2 separate regions of the Gossypium raimondii genome follow, and region 1 is linked to region 2. Evidence: chromatin contacts called from public Hi-C data. All regions are on one chromosome and are shown on one strand. The core of a region is the stretch at or near the end of the contact, and the rest is flanking DNA. Distances in the headings are between cores, read along the strand shown. Region 1 holds the start of LOC105788079 (photosystem I reaction center subunit N, chloroplastic). Region 2 holds the start of LOC105788074 (patellin-3).

Region 1 (6,773 bases), core at 1,856-4,355, 180 kb after region 2:
ACAGAACGGGACAATTGATGGTCAAGGTGGGATGTGGTGGGATTTATGGCAGAACAGAAGGCTAACACACACAAGAGGCCACCTCGTAGAGCTAATGAACTCTCATAACATTCTTATCTCTAACCTAACCTTCCGGAATTCACCATTTTGGACCATTCATCCTATTTACTGCAGGTTTGACCTCTCTAGCATGCAGTAGCTTGTTTTCTTTCATTTGTTTATCCATTTATTTTGTTTTGCTGGTGTGTGTTTTTTTCGGAGCATGACTATTTATTAAGGTCAAAAGAACTGTGAACTTCTTTTGCACCTTTTGAAGATAAGATGCATGTCTTGGTACTTTTATAAAGGACTAAGATCTTGATAGCTCAACTAATGAATCCTCTAATATTTTTTTCGCCTGAACATTACCTATGGAAGATACTAAAATTAACTTGAGGTTTTGTTTTGTGTCACATTGCTGTTTTCTTTATCTTAAAAATTTAACATTTCTCTGGAAGATTAACATTAGTTTTCTACTTTTTTTCCTTCAGCAATGTCGTTATTAAGGGCATGACAATATTGGCTCCCCTTAATGCCCCAAATACAGACGGAATAGACCCCGGTATGTTGGTGTCATTCTCCATCTTATGTATTTTATTCTATATTGCTTCTAGAATATAACAACCTAAGCCTAATAGTTGAGACATTTTCTGAAATTCTCATTTAAATTTCTGCAGACTCAAGTACCAATGTATGTATTGAAGACTGCTATATTGAGAGTGGAGATGATCTTGTAGCAGTGAAAAGTGGATGGGACCAGTATGGCATCAGAGTGGCACGACCAAGCTCAAACATAATAGTAAGGAGAATCTCAGGCACTACACCAACTTGTTCTGGTGTTGGCATTGGTAGTGAGATGTCTGGAGGGATTTCTAATGTAATTATTGAAGATATGAATATTTGGAATTCAGCAGCTGGGGTTCGTATAAAAACTGACAAGGGTAGAGGAGGATACATTGCAAATATCACCATAAAAAACATAACAATGGAACGAGTCAAAATACCCATTATGTTCAGTAGAGGCGCCAATGATCACCCTGACTATGGATGGGATCCTAAAGCTATTCCTAAAATAAAGGGGATTTTCATTAGTAATATTATGAGTTTGAATTCAACAAAAGCCCCCATACTCGCTGGTATCAAGGGTGGGTCATTTGAAGGGCTATGCTTCAAGAATGTTACACTACTTGGACTTGCCCCAACTGCAGCATGGCATTGTGAGTTTGTTTCAGGTTGTACCAATGCTGTGTTTCCATTGCCATGTCCCCAGTTGCAGAACAATGGCTCCTCAGCATGTTGCATATAGGCTTTAAGTTTGAAATATATTGAAGTTTCAAGTGAATCATTTCACTAACTTAATAAGTCCGAACTTCAGTTGGTCATGCGATTCTTCCTCTATTCTCCATGTGAGGGAGATATGAAGTTGGGTTTTGAAAAGCCTGCAGACTAGAAGGGCTACTGGCTGAGTTAGCCTCCTGCAATATTGTCAAAATATATGATTCGTAGAGCAGTTAGACTTGCTTGGGCAGTGGACAGGATAGTCTGGTGTTAACTGGATTGATGGCATGCTCTGGGTTCATTCAACCAATGACAACCAAATATCACATGTAAAAAGAACACAGAATTCATTTTATTTTTATAAAGGAATATTATTATTAATATTATTGCTGTTGTCACTCATCTCATTACTTGTCCTACATATTGTTTGGGTTGATCCTTTGAAGATGCAGCCAGATCAGATAATTAACAGTGCTTGTATATCCAGCTGAGGGAGCAATGGTAAGATCATCTCTAAGTTGAGGTCATGCCATTACCACAGGCATCAAAGCAAAATATATGAAATAAGCATATCATCTTGCATTTTAAACTGAAAAACATAGATTCATCAAACTTTTAACTAATTTTTACGTCATTACTCTGTTTAACATAATATAGTAAGAACGTTCTGTGTATTTTGCTGAGTCAGCAGTGCTGCTGTTTAGATCGGTTGAATGGTTTCTGAGGTTCAATGATAGTCAAACACTCCAATGGAGCATATAATATGTGATTTAACTTTTTAACATTGCCGTGGAGTTTAACAATCCCATCAACCATTTATAAGAGAAATATAACAGAACCATAGGGAAAGCTAACAAAACAAATGGATAGGAAAGTCTCCTAAAATGGGAAAATTAGATACATGTTGAGGTAGAGTGGATAGTTTAAGTGAAAAAATACATTTGGATCGCATCACCATTTCCAGAAAACGTTGGAACCACACTTGTATTTGTCCTTCCCTTCACATTCCAAGGCCAAATCATCAGAGATGAATGGTACTTTCTGCATTCAACAAACCGAAAAAGAATATCACTATGAAATCGTCTTCAGAACCTTTGAAACTAAGACAAAAAAAAGGCAGATGTTAGGTTTTGAACCTTTTGCTTTGCAAGATCCTGGCAGCCAGTGAAGTTCTCAGGGAACTTGCAAGTGCCAAATTGAACAGTGTATGCTCTGGAAAAGTTTGCTCCACTTGTTGCCAACCTCTTCTTGTCATTCAATTCCTGCAGCAAAAGCAGGTTAATCTTTTACGTTGTTCTGCAAATACAAAAATTTCTTTGCAGCATGATGGTTGATATTTTTTCAGATTTCATAGCGAAACACACCTTGTTAGCTTTGCTCTTTTCAAGGTACTCGTCAATGACCCCAGCATTTGCAGAAGAAGCAACAGCTGTGGTGAAAAGGCCAGCTGCCAAGTAGAGCATAGCAGCTCTTCTTCCTTCACTGGCACCTGATCCTTTGGAATCAGAAAATTTAGCCTGCTGGGCTCTGATCACAGGCAACTTGTGACCACCGCACATAACTGGGGAAGCAACTGATGGCGCTGAAGCAAGCTTGGCATTAAGCTCAGATGATCCAGTGCCTGAGATAGCATAGTTGCATGCCAAAACACTGGAGTTCATGGCTGCCATTGCTGTGAAAAAAAGAACTCTGTTTACTAGGGAAATGGAGCTCAATTAGCTTTCTCAAAGTAGCCTTGTAGTATAATAGATTTGTTTGTGATGGAGGAGATCTGATAAGGAGTGCTCATGTGGCAAGAGGAGATGATGAATTGGATAAAAGCTTGTGGTTGGAATGTGGATAAGGTTGAGATTGCCTCACTCCTATTGGCAAACTTTGCTGTTCATGGTATTTTATCTTTGGTACAACAGTTGTGTGGCAAATGGCAATACAAGCTTGAAAACTGGGTCCACATTGGAATCTAAATTTGTGCTTAGCATTGCATCTCTATGCCACATTGGGGTTCCCCGTCAAGTGGAGCTGAGGGCAGATAATAAAATTTCACTATTAACTTCAATGGCATTCCCAGCCATCAAGCATGGATGGAGACTGGAAGTGAACAGGAGAATCATATTAATTACGCAATATCTCTAGCTTTTAAAATGTTATGTTTTGAATTCTAGTAGGCCCATTGGTCAAACGGGAGTTCACCCATACCCATGACTAGTCATATGTAGTCTCAAGGATAGAACAAACTATTTTAGAAGTAATGCACTTTGAAATATGTCTAAACTCTTGAGAATAAACCCTATTAAAAATTGCATTCAAGTTTTGAAATTCGCACTTGCCAGTCTATCCATATAACTTTTGGTTTTGATTTCTTCACACCACCAACATATATTGTTGGAGGTTCTCAACGAATCAAAATCAAATGTTGGACTTTCTCATCCATTGACTTGATAGATGTCTTCATCCTTACCATCTAGTAGGCATAATTCATGTCATCCAACATCGAGGGTTTTGAGATTGATTTACCTTTCATCTTTATAGTAAATCAACAATAGAGTGTTCACTTAGTGCTTCAAGTGTCTAACTCTAGCACCAATTGAGAATTCGTTAATTTTGCCTTCCAAATTCATGTTCAATTTGCAACTGGACTTACTAACTAACAGTATAAAAATAAGAGATGGATACAAAAATTTGGTTACGCAATTCGGAAATGTCCTATGTTTGCGAGTCTTGTTTAGTGAGTAATTCACTATAAATCTCCTAGTACAAGACATTATTTAAGTTCAAATAACTCACCAAGTTACAACCTCACTCATATATAGAATCTAGATCAATCTCCCATTAAGACTTTCCCCTTGAAAGCTTAATTGCAAACTGAACAACAACAAAATCTTACTTACAACAATTTTGCACTAAAATAAGTTCGTTACATGAACAAGATAAGCCCTCTTTTAATTTCATACATAAAACTATAACAAGCCTTCTCTTAAATTATCATGTAATGGCTTGGAAAAGTACAAACAGTATGAATATTTAACTCTTTAAATTTAACTCGACAAAATCTTCAATATGGAATGAATCAGCAGAGGTCTTATCAGTGTAATATTTTTTGTAAATCAAATCTCTTCAAATAAGAAAACTCGATCACATTGATAGTCTTCAAAATATCTTTACATGATTTGATGCTGTCTTTGTTCTGATTTCATTAGAGTGTGCTGCTAAAAATCCTCAAAGAATGTCTTTAAAGAATCCAACAATTTTGGTCAAAAGATGCCAAATCATTACATTGACCTATTAGATGTGAGCTAAGTTAACTCGAGTTACATCTTACGTTTGTAACTATTTTTAGGAAGTTTCATATAAACATTTTAGCATTAAGTTTTTATCCAGAGAGAAGCATAGAAAAATGGAGAAAGCAAAGCTAGTTTATTGTGAATCCGAATATCAGTTGGCGGATTCCAGTCAGCAATTTGGAACTTCTACGGTAGAAAATTAGAATTTTGCAATTCCTAGAACGCGAGTGTTGAATATTTGCTTCAACACTGCGGCATGTCCAAATGACATTTATACTATTTTTATTGCTCCAGTCATTTACTACTAGTGTTCCCAGTCAATATGCTATTCGTAGCTTTTAGGTTGTTGGTATCATCTGAAAAAATCACGTGTGCAATCTAATTATGGGCCTATATAAAGTGCACAGGAACGTCTATAAACTTTTCCCAAACTGCTTCATAATATTGCTCCAAAAGTGTAGGCGCTTGCTAGGAAATACAAGAAACGTATATGCCATACCACATTGTTCGTAAGCCAAAAAAAATGCTTAGAGCAAACTGGATTCAGAAATACATAAGAACATGAATATCACTGGAATATATATAAATATAACAAGTTTTTCTACATATAAAGACCCTCCGGAACCCCTTCTTTCTTCTTGAACATCACCTTCTCCTTGGCCTTTTTAAAATCTGCATGTGTCACCTGAAACATGGGGGATTTACAGAATCAGCACTTTAAGCCATTAGCAAATTTAAGTAAAACCTCTAGGAGCATCATGAATCTTAGGTACGACTGACAAGACTAATTTCAAATGATAAAGGACAGCTCAAGACTTTCAACAACTTAAGAAGAATTACAATCTCATTAACAGTCCATGCAGCTAAGAAGGGCATAGCATTATACAAGTACATTTAATAACCTAGTTATTGATGAAATACCATCAAATGGGGATCACAGAGCGCAGAAACATAGGAGTTAAAATACTGTCTGCAAGGTGCTACAGTTTGCAAATTATTCATTTACGTTTATTGTTGAACTGTGAATAATATGCTAAAATGCTCTATTTTCTACTACGGGCAGGTACATCATTCTGCTATGTAATTCCAGATAACATGGAATGACATGCCACTTAACCCTTCTTTTCCTATTTCCTTTCTCACAATAACAATGAGAAATTAGCAAGTTCTAAGGCATCCTACAAAAAGCTGAAAGAGAGAGAATCTGGTGCATATTTATCTGTTTCTACAGCATCTCCAATTCTGCTAGCTATAAAACTGAAAGTCAGCAATTTAAACACCTTCACCTTCTATGTAAAGATGAGAAGTAGAGAGTTCCTTTATTAAGAGGTAAAATGTCTGACCTTCATGCGGCGCTCCCTTAAAGCAAGTAGACCAGCTTCAGTACATATTGCCTTTATATCAGCTCCGGAGAACTCATCTTTGGTCATAACAAATTCTTCCAAGTTGACATCATCAGCCAATGTCATCCTTGAGGTATGTATCTGCAATCCACAGTTTTAAATATATCAAGCTCTACAGACTTGACCCACATAATGAGAGAGATGTATTCACACGTACGGTTGCAATGATATGCAACTATTTACCTGGAAAATGCGCCTCCTGGTTTTGATGTCAGGGAGAGGAAATTCAATCTTCCTATCAATTCGACCAGGGCGAAGTAAAGCTGGATCAAGACTTTCAATTCGATTTGTTGCAAGAATCACTTTGACATCTCCTCTTGAATCAAATCCATCTAGTTGGTTCAGCAACTCCAACATGGTCCTCTGAATTTCACGTTCACCACCAGAATGGGCATCATACCTGAGGGGCATATTAATGAGAAACATTCGAAGTGAACTTAAATCAAGGCGTAAATTTCATGAAAATACCTCTTGGTGCCAACTGCATCTATTTCATCAATAAAGACAATTGAAGGGGAGAGATCATCAGCCACTCTAAAGAGTTCCCTTACTAACTTGGGACCATCTCCCAAGTACTTCTGAATTAATTCACTGCCAACAACACGTAAGAAAGTTGCTGATGTAGAATTTGCCACCGCCTGCACAAATGACATGACATACTCAGAACTATATGAGATAGCAGAACCAACCAGTAAAAGCTAAGCATGTCATAAAAGTGGCCATTACCAAATAAATAAAGGGGATAAACAAGCAGAATATATAAACTATTGTA
Region 2 (6,020 bases), core at 1,528-4,027:
ACTTTGCATATATCTATGTCAAACTAACCTTAAGATCACCTTCTCGAGCCTTACATATAGTTTATGCATGCAACAATCATCTCTCGGTATCAACATGACATGCACTATTCAAGTCTTTTGTCTTTTGTCTATTAACTATTACCTCTTCTCAGACTAAATAATAAACTCTCACCTGCCAAATGCTGGCCATGCATTTATAAGTGTTAATATTAATTCTACTTGAACGAATGAATAAACATTTGTACAGGACATTCTTAACATAGAATCAAGAATCACATGTCAAAGTTTCATAATTATTCTAGCAAAAACAAAATTAAATCATAATCATTAAATTAAAAAGACAAAGATAAGTTGCAATCATGTTCATCAACACAATAACAAAATAATGAATAAGAGAAAAGGAAGATGGAATACCGAGAGGGGTTATCCATGGCTAGTGCACAATAAGAAGAGATAACAACCGAATTTAGTGGTTCTTCGCAACTTTTTCTTGCTTGCTTCTCACGATAGTTCTCCTCATCTTCTAGGCATCACTCTCACCTAAATGCTATCAAGCTATTGCTTACTTGTTGCTCTCAATTTTCGGTAAGGGTTTAGCTTCTTGCTTGTGCTATTTCATCTCAAATGCTTGCCTTTATTTATACGAGTGAGTCCCTAACACCCCTTGCTATTTTTGGCATCAATTTCCCCTTGATTTTCTCCATGTTGGTGTCGACCCCTTGATCTCCACAAAGCTGATTTGGTAGTTCCTAAATTCAAGGCATGTGGTTGAGGTAGCTGAAGAAAAAGTCCTTGGTCGGGTTTTGAGCATGTGGTGGATGGTTTGAGCTTCCTTCTCTTCTAGTGATCGATTTGGGCTCTTTTGGGTTGTCCAAGCTTGTTGATCCACTCCGTAGTTGGGTTGAGATGAATTTTGAAGTCCAAAAAAGCTAGATTGGACATCCAAATCTGTACATTCCCAAGCCTAATCTTTTAGTCCTATGTTGCGACTCTTCTTGTGCATTGCTACGGCATTTGCATTAACATGCGAACTTCTGCTTTCTTTTCCCACTGAGTCTAATTACCCCCTCAAAAAGATTAAAAACCATGCGTTTAACATAATAATTAGTTAAAATAACACATTTTTATAGTATTGCTTATTATACATAATTATGAATAGAAATTATAAAAAGTGTTATCAACTACTAAGAATTTGCATAATTTATATGTTAAAAAGTGTTAAAGATAACTTTATATTCTAGAGTTATCAACATTCGAGACTTGATGAAGATAATGGAGTCAAACGAGAAAAAGATGCAAATATTGGAGGAGAATAAAAAAAAAGGATGATGAAAACTATCTCCCAACTCACACCTTTTCCAAACAACATTCCTTCTCACATGTAGCCAGTAGGAAACTCTTCCACTGGAGCCACTCCTATCCAAAATGGAAACGGAGAAAATACATTCGATGTTTCTAATCCTGTGCTTCCTGTGACAACTGGCATAACCAAAACCATAAACACCAACACACCTGCCACCCACACTTTGACTGCTTCCATAGGAAAAAAATATCATCGCAACCTCCCAACTTGGATTATCCTCCTTGGTGGCACAACCCACTGAAAACCCAGGGTTTTGTCACCAAAAAAGAACTTCAAAGGTTGTTAGAATAAAAAAAAAAAACAAAAGCCTTAGTTTCTCCGAATTTGATCTCAAACTGTCATACCCTGCTAGGGTAACTACCAAATTAGACCCCAAGGACTACACCAGTCCTAATTTTAAGCAATTCAATGGCAAGTATGGTGATTTACATGAGCATTTGATAAAATTCGCAGAGACGTTAGGAGTTGTTAGGTTGGATGACGATTTAATGTTAAGAGAATTTTCTAAGTCTTTAACAGAGAAGGCATATACTGTTAGAGTATACCCAAAGACCAATCATGAGATAATTATAATAACATATTTGTTTTACCTCGTTTATTAATATAAGGCATTGACATTATTATTTCAATTTCTTTTCTAGGTATATAAATAAACTGTTTTATAATAATGTCATGAAAATAATATGATTATTCTTAAAAGGTCTTTAGTCGAGTATTATTGTGGGCTTGGACAACAATAATGCATTAAGACTAACATGTAGTTGATTAATGACAAAGTGTTGTTATTGACATAAAGATATTAAAATCAATACATGAATTTATTTAAATAAGCGAGTATCAAATCGAATATATTTTTCACAAAAAATTGAATTTATTTAAATAATGATGAAATTAAAATTACCTAGGCAAACATTACAAATGAAATTCAATTTTGTATGTCAACATTGATGAGAATATATTCGAAATGACATATTATGTTATTTGTATCTTTTAAAATAATTTATTGTCAAATAAATATCAAAATATCATGTTTAAAATGAAAATGTTAAAATAACATTAAATTAGTGAAGAAAATATTATTTTCAAAGATATTTCAATTTCATACCATCTCAAAAGTGAATGATTGTATTAGTAGGTCACACCTCCCACATTGGATCAGCTACGCAGAAGAATATGACAGACACAAAGATGCAGAGGATCCTAGGTGTCCATTTTCCAACGCATCAACGGTTCATTTTCTGCCCAATGGTAGACTCCACCTAAACCAAACCCTCAACTGCGCCCATCCATCATTTCTATCAATGTAACGCTAAATCCCGTTGGGTCGTAAAACAGGTGATAGACAGACGTGGTGGGTCCCCTAAGTTAGACTTAATCCCAACTGGCTCCCTTATATGGATGATTATCACAGCTTGTTTTCCTCCGAACTCCAACCCCACTCCTCTCTTTAAAAACTGTCTCCCCCCGCCCACCCTTTGAACTCTCCAATAAACCCACTTTCCCCATTTGTATTCCCATTGGTATCATTGTTAGCTATGGCTGACCAAACAAAGAACCCTGCCTATGTTGACCAGGTGGTACTTGCCCCTGACGTCCCACAGCAACCACCTGCTGCAGCAGTTGTGAAAGAACCACCTCAAGCTGAAACTGATGAAGAATCCGTAAATCAGAAGCCGGTCGAGAAGGCTTTAGTGGAAGAGCATTTGTCAAAACACAGGTGTGATGATCAGGAAAATGTTCTTCAGTCGGGTTCTTTCAAGGAAGAGAGCACAAGGGTGGTTGATCTTCTTGATATTGAAAAGAAAGCGTTACAACAACTTAAGCAACTTGTTCAAGAAGCGCTTAACAAGCATGAGTTTGGCGGGCAACAACCAGAAGTGCCTAAAGAGGATGATGAGAAAGAATCCTCCAAAGAGGAGGCAAAGGACGAAGCGGTTATTGATGATGACCCACCAAAACCAGAAACAGTAGCCGAAACTAATGATGCACCGGTAAAGGAAGATAGTATCAATCTGGTTGAAACGGAAGTCATTGAAGACAAGGTTGCTACTGCAGCTGCTGGCTCTGACACCGTGGAAGACGATGGTGCCAAGACTGTAGAAGCCATTGAAGAGAGCATTGTCTCAGTCTCTTCTTCTTCAGTTCAACCTGCAGCAGAGGCAGAGGCTTATGTGGAATCGGAAGACGAACGAAAAGGTGGTAAAGTAGAGGACAAGGTGGTGCCGCCCGAGGAGATATCCATATGGGGCGTACCGCTTCTTGCAGATGAAAGGAGCGATGTCATTCTCCTCAAATTTCTAAGAGCCAGAGATTTCAAGGTGAAAGAGGCGTTTGTGATGCTGAAAAACACTATTCTTTGGAGAAAGGAGTTCGGGATTGATGAGCTGGTTGAACAAGATCTGGGTGATGATTTGAGTAAGGTGATATTTATGCATGGTTTTGACAAGGAAGGACATCCGGTGTGCTATAATGTGTACGGGGAGTTCCGAAACAAGGAGCTTTACCAGAAAAAAATTTCGGATGAAGAGAAGAGGCAAAATTTCCTCAGATGGAGAATCCAATTCCTGGAAAAGAGTATTCGGAAACTAGATTTTAGGCCCGGTGGAATTTGTACTATTGTTCAAGTCAATGACTTAAAGAATTCCCCAGGACCAGCCAAGTGGGAGCTTAGACAAGCTACCAAACAGGCTCTTCATTTGCTCCAGGACAACTATCCAGAATTTGTTGCCAGACAGGTATTGATTACTATGTTTAGTGTTTTTCTTTTACCAAACAGGAGGCAACTTGGATCTTGCCTATGTTCTGAATGATTGACGTTTTGGCTGGTTTTTTAGGTGTTCATCAATGTTCCTTGGTGGTACCTTGCGGTCAATAAGATGATAAATCCATTTTTGACCCAAAGAACTAAAAGCAAGTTTGTCTTTGCTGGCCCTTCCAAATCAGCGGACACCCTTTTCAGGTTGTTGTCTAAATCAAGTAGAGTTTCTTCAGTACTCCTTCCATGGTTCTACGTTTCCGTTATATATAAGAAACAAATATGTTTTGTACATTTAGGTACATCACTGCTGAACAAGTACCGGTCAAATATGGAGGACTGAGCAAAGGCAGTGAATTCGCCACCACCGAAACTGTTACCGAGATAACTGTTAAACTAGCGGCAAAACACACAGTAGAGTTTCCAGTTACTGAGGTAGATCGCTTTTCCTTGGTCTCTTCGTTCGGTCAATGGGATCCAATGTACAACGCTTGGGGTTTCGGGTAGTACTAGTTGTATAATTAATTAATTAATTAATTAATAGGGGTATCCTTTGCACCCTTTTTCTTTGGTATTGGCTGGCTAAGACTTGGATGAGATTGTTGGTGCAGGCATGCCTTGTGAGATGGGAGGTGAGAGTTATTGGATGGGGTGTGAGCTATGGTGCAGAATTCGTACCCAGTGGTGAAAACAGCTATGCAGTTATAATCCAAAAGGCTAGGAAGGTTGCTGCCTCTACCGAGGAACCGGTGGTGTGCGACAATTTCAAGGTTGGCGAGGCTGGCAAAGTTGTTCTCACTATCCACAATCCCTCCTCCAAAAAGAAGAAGCTCCTCTATCGCTTCAAGTCCCACCCTACTACATCTCACTAGTTTTATTCAAGGAAATGGATATCACACAAGGCATTCACATATATAACCATCTTTCTAGTTGTCTTGCCATTACTTCCGATTTTCCAAGTTGTTTATTATATGTAATTTTGGGGGTTTGTTCATACAATATGTTCCTTTCTTTTTTTGTCCTAGTAAATTTCAAACGGTGGTTTCGTGGATTCTCACGGATGCACGTGCATGGATATTATTTTTGTGCTCGTTAAATTTCATCGTACATCATTGGGTTTTGCCATCTTTGATTTTCAAGGAAGAAGTTTTTGTATCTTCAATTCATCGGTTCTAGAATTATTCTTAGCTACATTAATGTTTTCTTAATAGTTTGTACTCTAAAAAATTAGTAAAAGGTAAAGGTTTAAATATAATAAATGCCTTTCTACTCTTTAAAATTTTGAATTTTAGTTTTAAGACATTGACTTCTTGGTAGAATTTTAGAAATATGTTAAAAAAATATTTAAAAAATTATGCAGTTTTTTTGAAAATTTATTGATGTGCGTTATTTTTTAAGAGAGAAAGGAAAACATGTTCTACAAGACACGTATTGTAACACTCCATACCCGGTCCAGTTGCCATACCCGAGTTATAAGGTGCTACAAGTAAATACAAAACATTTGATTACATTTCATAGTCCAAATATCAATTCCATATCAATTTATTCATATACAATAAAATACAACACATAATGAATAGCATAATGAATAGCAAACACTACTGCCAACATCTCTTTTTCAATTATGGTATAGTTACACTGCACTAAGTTCAGCGTTTTGCTGGCATAATGAATAGCTCCAAAGAAATTATTCTTCTTTTGTTCCAAAACTGTACCCACTGTATAATCACTAGCATCACACATAATAAAGAAGGGTTTTGTCCAATTTGTAGTGATTATTATAGGAGCAGATATGAGCTTAGCTTTTATTACCTTAAAAGCTTCAATGCAACTTTGGTCGAAGACCAAATGTGTTTCTTTCTGAAGGAGTTGATTTAAAAGTTTAAAAATATGAGCAAAATA

The links. A called contact is a pair of places that touch in the nucleus more often than the background predicts.
Region 1: a contact with region 2 is called in a Hi-C map of leaf, with 3 times the contacts expected there. The contact joins the promoter of LOC105788079 here to the promoter of LOC105788074 in region 2. A contact is called at or near these places in 2 of 2 Hi-C or Micro-C datasets (both in leaf).

The regions. Positions count from the first base shown.
Region 1 is chr11:21,537,017-21,543,789 of ASM2569854v1, forward strand. LOC105788079 (photosystem I reaction center subunit N, chloroplastic) reads right to left here and starts at 3,106. Exons shown (of 3, transcript XM_012614785.2): 1 at 2,682-3,106; 2 at 2,454-2,579; 3 at 2,052-2,358. The coding sequence starts at 2,987. The coding sequence ends at 2,269. LOC105788076 (probable polygalacturonase) reads left to right here. Exons shown (of 5, transcript XM_012614782.2): 3 at 1-174; 4 at 531-601; 5 at 717-1,724. The coding sequence ends at 1,345. LOC105788080 (26S proteasome regulatory subunit 4 homolog B) reads right to left here. Exons shown (of 6, transcript XM_012614786.2): 3 at 6,470-6,639; 4 at 6,185-6,401; 5 at 5,942-6,082; 6 at 5,011-5,283. The coding sequence ends at 5,200.
Region 2 is chr11:21,358,773-21,364,792 of ASM2569854v1, forward strand. LOC105788074 (patellin-3) reads left to right here and starts at 2,778. Exons shown (of 4, transcript XM_012614779.2): 1 at 2,778-4,098; 2 at 4,198-4,322; 3 at 4,418-4,553; 4 at 4,730-5,280. The coding sequence starts at 2,899. The coding sequence ends at 4,990.